Regions from separate parts of the Zea mays genome. Here region 2 is linked to region 1. A link is a contact called in public Hi-C data. All regions are on one chromosome and are shown on one strand. Each heading gives the region's core, a stretch centred on a gene start, on an enhancer-like site or on the middle of the called end of the contact. The rest is flanking DNA. Distances are from core to core; before and after follow the strand shown.

Region 1 (3,331 bases), core at 327-2,826:
ATCCAATGCTGAAGCAGTCAAAAATAATACATGCATGTATGACTCTACATAATTTCATTCGAGACAGCAAACTGGCCGACGAAGAGTTTGATCGGTGCGATCGAGATGAGAACTATATGCCAATTCCTCCAACACAAGATAGTACAAGTCAATTGGGAGATGATGAGGGAGAGGTCGACATGAATAATATTCGAGATCAAATTGCAAATGCATTGTTTGCTAGGAGAATGTAATTTTATTTATAGATACTTTCTTGTGCATAAATAAGATGTACGAAATGACATCTATTTTTCGTATCTTCAAAATATTTGTATGAATCGATAGAATGACATATACCTGCAAAAAAGAAATCAAATAAAAAACAAGGGCATTGTTGACTTTGTGTGTTAGATAACAATAATCTGCATTTGTATAATCCAGACTACCAAACAGCTATATACAGATTATAATCTAGACAGATTATAATCTGGATTATATGATCTAGATTATAATCTAGATTATATAATCTATAATCTGAAACAAACAGGCCCTAAGGATCTGTTTGTTTACCCACATGGATTATATAATCTGGATTATTTTTGGAGGATTATATAATCTGGATTATATAATCTGGATTATATAATCTGAGTAGTCCTGTTTGTTTACCCAGATTATTTGAGTTGTTAATAGGATTCTTTTGTATGAGTAAGACAAAAATGCCCTCTATATTTGTACTAGGTTGAAACTCATATGTGAAAAAAAATAATTCAATTGACATTGGCAAATATTGCATTAGCAATATTATCACGGAAGGCATTCATGTCACCTTCTTCATCCCAAATTGACTAGTACTAGGCGCAAAAACGATTCGGTGGATTATAATGACAATGGTGGGTAATTTCTAGAAAACTTGAAAGGGTAGTGGGGAAGTGGGAAAAAATAATCTGAAATAAGCACCTCCTCACTTGCTTATGGATTATCATAATCCAAGGAGTTAGATTATATAATCTGGACAAATAAGCTGGACTGTTTGTTTGACTCTTAGGATTATTTAATCCAGATTATATAATCTGTGGGGTAAACAAACAGGCCCTAAGTTTATTTGGTAAAGCGTTTATTTTACCAGCGTGTCGTCAACTGGCGTAACCATTATCCTTGCTCTTAGAGCAATGCCATGTGGCCCACTGGCCCTGCAGCTGAAACACAATCTACGTATTTGGGACCTTGGCTTCGGACGACAACTTTAAACAAAACCTCATTTGTAAGGAAGAAAGTTTAGTTTCCGCAAGTTACATTACCAGATTCTAAATTATATAAAGATTTCTAAAGAACAGCGAATCTCGAAGCCTATCGTGCCCCATGCGCATCTAGAGCCTTGTTGCAAACGCGGCCTGCACCCATTTTCTTGCTGATCAACAGACGTAAATATTTGAATCCACAAGCCCAAGTCCCACACGTCACATACACTTGGGAACGCAGAAAATGCCGAACACACGACACGCTTTTTCCCATCCACAGACTTAAAGCTATGGAGACAAAAATTCCCAACTCCCAACGTGAAAAATTACTACTAGTAGGTCAAAACAGAAGGTTTAGAACGCAGAAATTTTTATAGATGTCATACATGGTTTTACAAGAATCGATTTTGTTTTTACAGAAAATAGGACATTTTACCATGTAGCAAAGGGAGATTTATTACATGGCCGGCGTCAACGCAAACGCAATTTACGCAAATATGCAATCACGCAAGCCGTGTTTGCACCGAAGGGTCACGTCCCACAAGCCGAGCGCCTCGAACCCGTCGTCGAAGGCCACCGGTCAAGGTCAATCCACCACCATGCCAGCGGGCAGCGGCCCAACCGACAACGCGCAAGCGAAGCGGCGAGGAAGGCCGATCCTCCCGCTGCCCTGCATCGCCCGCACGGATTCCACCCCTTCCAACCAAAAAGCGATACAATTGCTTCCTTCGGCAAAAAGTCTCCTCCTGCTTCCTTCCCCCTGTTCTGTTCCCCTTGGCAGCAGGCGGCAGCGGCAGCCTGCGCCCTCCCGCGTGCGTGAGAGCCCGAATCTTTCCATATTCCAATCCACCGCCGCAGCGACAAAAGGGAGTCCCCCCTCCCCGCCTAGGTGGAGGTTGGCAGGTATTTGGTGTCGCGCCCGGTTTGGATTTGGCTGGATTCGAATCAGGCCGGAAGACACAGGTCCGTGCCGCGCGGCGGGGGCGGAGATGCACAAGAGCAAGGGGAAATTCTCCGGCGTCCTGCACAAGGGCTTCAAGCCTGACAAGTGGTCTGTGGAGATCGATTTCTGTTGCTCCCGGCTGGATGCCGAAGGATGGGGTAACCTACCTAACGTCTGCTTTATTTTTTTTTCTTCCTACGATGGTTTCCCAGCAAGACGTCGCTGCGGATGGCGGTGGCCCGGATCAAGCTGCTGCGGAATCGCAAGGAGGTGCAGGTACGCCAGATGCGTCGCGAGGTCGCGCAGCTGCTCGAGGCCAACCAGGACATGACCGCGCGCATCAGGGTACGTGCCTTCCCCGCCACCTGGTTACCTCCCTAATGGTTCATCTCGTTCGCCATTTCACCCTGCCCATTGGTCCGAATTTGACTCGATGCGCCTCCCAGGCTTCCATTCGTGGTAGCACAGTTGACCTTGTGGTTGTAGAGTTCGATAACGCGTCGCGTGGACTTGGCTTCTGAAGCTGGAGCATTCTGGCCTCAAGCTGAGTACAACTTAGTTGCCCGTTGCAGCCTAGGTGTTTGTTTATATGCGTGCTAATGGACAGAATGTCTGCAATTCGGGGTGGATGTGCATGCTCTGCCTAGGTAGGCCGTGGTTTATGATTGTTGGACATGTAGCCATCTTGCTAACCGTGGACTGCAATGATTTTTGATAATTGGGACTTGTTTGATAATATTTTAGTGGTGGTTATTCCGCGTCATGTGCCTTCCCTGTGCACGCCAGCACATACACTGTAGCCTGAGTTTGTCCACTGGTGGTTATTGTGCGGAAGAGAGTTTGTTCTTCTGAATATCTGGTTTTCTGTATTGCTTTGTTCAACGCTGATGTTCCATTGGGCATTGGATTCTCGCAGATATAAGTGTCAAAGTGTGTGATTTTCTTTCCTGGTTTATGTAGAACCAATGCAGCTGATTATACTTGTTCCATATTTACTCTTGCATGCCTGTCTCTGCAAACGTATGTGCAGAAGTATTTAATGCTGTACACAACTTTCTTCTGGTACTGCTGTCCTGGTAGGTAAACTCTGTTAGGCTCCAACTTACAAGCCATATAACATGACTAGGTCGTTTTAGTTCAGATGAAATGTGCACAAACAACCGTTGTAACA
Region 2 (3,331 bases), core at 509-3,008, 310 kb after region 1:
CCCTGGGGTCGGGCGGAGCGGAGTTCGCCGTCTTCCGGGTCTTAGCCCGAGTCCGAGCCCTGGGGTCGGGCGGAGCGGAGTTCGCCGTCTTCCGGGTCTTAGCCCGAGTCCGAGCCCTGGGGTCGGGCGGAGCGTAGTTCGCCGTGGCAAGGCCTGACTGCCTGTCAGACTCACTCTGTCGAGTGGCACTGCAGTCGGAGTGGCGCAGGCGGCGCTGTCCTTCTGTCAGACTGGCCAGTGGAGCGGTGGAGTGACGGCGGTCACTTCGGCCCTGCCGGGGGCGCGTGTCAGGATAGAGGTTTCAGGCCACCTTTGCGTTTAATGCCCCTGCAATTTGGTCAGTCGGTGTGGCGATTTAGTCAAGGTTGCTTCTGAGCGAAGCCAAGGCCTCGGGTGAGCCGGTGATGTGTCCGCCATAAAAAGGGGGCCTCGGGCGAGACGGAAGTCTCTCGAGGTCGGCTGCCTTTGGCCGAGGCTAGGCTCGGGCGAAGCGTGATCGAGTCACTCGTGTGGACTGATCCCTGACTTAATCGTGCCCATCAGGCCTTTGCAGCTTTATGCTGATGGGGGTTACCAGCTGAGAATTAGGCGTCTTGAGGGTACCCCTAATTATGGTCCCCGACAACTTTATTCCATTTTAGTTCATAAATTGTTAAATAGGGAAACTAAAATAGAGTTTTAGTTTCTATATTTAGTAAATTATGGACTAAAATGGAATAAAATTGAGGGACTAAAAATTAGTCCCTAGAAACCAAACACCCTCTTAGTGTGCGTTTGCTTGTAACGACAGAATGAGATGGGATAGACAATTCCTTAAATAATCAAATAAGTTTGTTTGTTTCCGTATCATGGATTAAGATAGTATTATCCCAGTATTATCTCAATTGTCCCTAAAAATTGGAGGGATGAGAGAGTACGTCAGGGGACGTCCATGTCCTACCTGTCCTCAGCTGTCCCGTAAACAAACGCATCGTCACCTGACTAAACTTTAGATACTCTGTTTGGTTCTAATGACTAAATCTGACTAAAGAGCATTAATTGGTGCGAATAATTGCATTGTCACTATTAATTAGTGGATGTCTGCTGCACGAAGAAAGATGAGAGAGCAAATAAGGTAAAAATTCTACTTTAGTCTCTTTTAGTCACCCCACTTTAGTCACCATGTTTGTTTCTCTAGAGACTAAAAGTGATTAAAGTTTAATCACTAAACTTTAGAGGGTGTTTGGTTTTTAGAAACTAATTTTTAGTCACTCCATTTTATTTCATGTTAGTCTCTAAATTGGCAAATACATTTTGTTTTGTCACCCAAACCAAACAGGACTGAGCAATTACAATAGTTATGTAAATTTTATCTCTCTAAATCATAAATTTAAGAAGTTGCTAAATAACTTTAGAAATAAAAAAATGTGAGTTTCCAATAATTCTCTAAATATATATTGTAGTTTTATTTTGTATTTATCCACATAAAAAAGTTACAAATATCATCAATTAACTTTATTATCTATATAATGGAGTCAATATGTTTATTTAAGGAGTTGCTAAATGATTGTCAAATATAGAAAGAAAATAAGGTTATATGATAAATTTGTTAAATTTAGAAAGTTTATTTAGAGAACAATTGGAGATGAGTTTTTATGTTAATTAATTATCTAAATTATTAATCTAGCAAGTTTTTTAAAGAACCGCTGAACTTGCTCTAAACACCAGATCTATACCCACCCAACCTTCACCCCACCCCGCCCAACAAAAAAGCATATACGTTAAATAAAATAAATTAGAAAGCTATCTATCCAGGTGGATTAGGGTTTTTGCCTCGGCTAGCAGTAGTAGCTAATTTGGACGCAGGAGATACGGAGTAGGGCGAACCGCGAGGAGAGCAAGCTATGGGCGCGCCGAAGCAGAAGTGGACGTCGGAAGAGGAGGATGCGCTCCGCCGTGGCGTTCGCAAGCACGGCGCCGGCAAATGGCGGACCATCCAGAAGGACCCCCAGTTCAGCCCGATCCTCTCCTCCCGCTCCAATATCGACCTCAAGGTATCTTCCCCTGCATCTCCCCGCCGCTCCCCATCTACCTGGCCGTGCCGGTGCTAGCCGTGCGCGTCCCTATATCTTATATATCGGATCCTTTTGCTCCTCGACTAGTCCCGACTTCTCGTGATGTTTCGTACGTCGTGTGCTTCTGAACGTGTGTTGATTTCCCCGTGCATCACTCCCTCTCTATTAGTTGTGTGATGGGTTTAGGACTTTAGGGTGCTTGGTGGTCTCCCTGCTGGCTGCTGCAGTTTTGTCGGTAGTACCGTAGTAGATTTGGGCCATCGAAGGCGAGATTTTGTGTTCGGGGTAACTGATAAATGTAGGCGAAGGTTGAAATGGCCGTGTTATGCTGCCGAGGGATGCTTTGATGTGATCATTTTGCTCAAGGACAATGATGCTGTGGTGGTCATGGACACGCAGTGTCGGATTACATGTGGCAGTATGAATGTTTTATGATCCGGGTGTATGGTGTAAATTTAAGCTGTTTTCATATTTGTGAACAATTGATAATCTTATAGTTGAATTCAATAATGTTGCTGATCACATGTTGAAACAGATTTTCTGAAAGAAGCGAATCACATACATATTACTTTTGATGTCCTCTTGCCCGTGGATGTTGCCCTTGTGCCTTTGCTTATTAGGAATTTACTTTAATGAATGGGATTCATTTTCTTGTTTCTTTACATAGTTTTGATTGGTTTGAGTACCTGATCATGTGATGATGATTCATGAGTAGGTGATTTCTTAAATCACATTCTTTTTGTTTGATGACAAATGCAAGCATGCCAGCGAAGAGGCACTCTAGTCAGTGACTCAACGTGCTCAGCAGTTATTGCTGTTGGGATAGGATTCAGTGTGATAAATTTGAAGGATATCCTGCTAATGATACCACACTGTACAGGGATTCATGGTTGGGAAGATATTGCCCTCAAGAAGTTTCTTAGAGTTTTCAACCTTAGCAATTTAAGGCCATGGTATTTTAATGAAATCCGCAAATACATTCTTTCTCTGCTGCCCCCTCTGATTCCAAATATAAATCATTTTAGGATTCTGGTCGGTCAAACTTATTTGACTTGGACAATTGGACTATCAATATATGTAAGGTAGCATAGATTCATAACACATGGTTGATGTTACTAGATTCAACATGGAAAAGTACTTTGGTAATATTTATCCTTTTCTATTTAAAGCAGTATACTTTTACAACAAAAAATGCAAGTCAAAATGTCATATCGGAGACAGTATCACAACCCTAAACAATCTAAGTTTGGGGTCAGAGGGAGTGTATGGCCTTCATG

The links. Hi-C and Micro-C count contacts between places; a contact is called where the count stands out from the background.
Region 2: a contact with region 1 is called in a Hi-C map of endosperm, with 2.7 times the contacts expected there. The contact joins the promoter of LOC542123 here to the promoter of LOC103636219 in region 1. A contact is called at or near these places in 2 of 25 Hi-C or Micro-C datasets (ear and endosperm).

The regions. Positions count from the first base shown.
Region 1 is chr8:157,876,402-157,879,732 of Zm-B73-REFERENCE-NAM-5.0, forward strand. LOC103636219 reads left to right here and starts at 1,577. Exons shown (of 7, transcript XM_008658574.4): 1 at 1,577-2,268; 2 at 2,373-2,505. The coding sequence starts at 1,679.
Region 2 is chr8:158,186,017-158,189,347 of Zm-B73-REFERENCE-NAM-5.0, forward strand. It overlaps LOC542123 (single myb histone 3), which reads left to right and starts at 1,759. Exons shown (of 6, transcript NM_001111755.1): 1 at 1,759-2,033. The coding sequence starts at 1,884.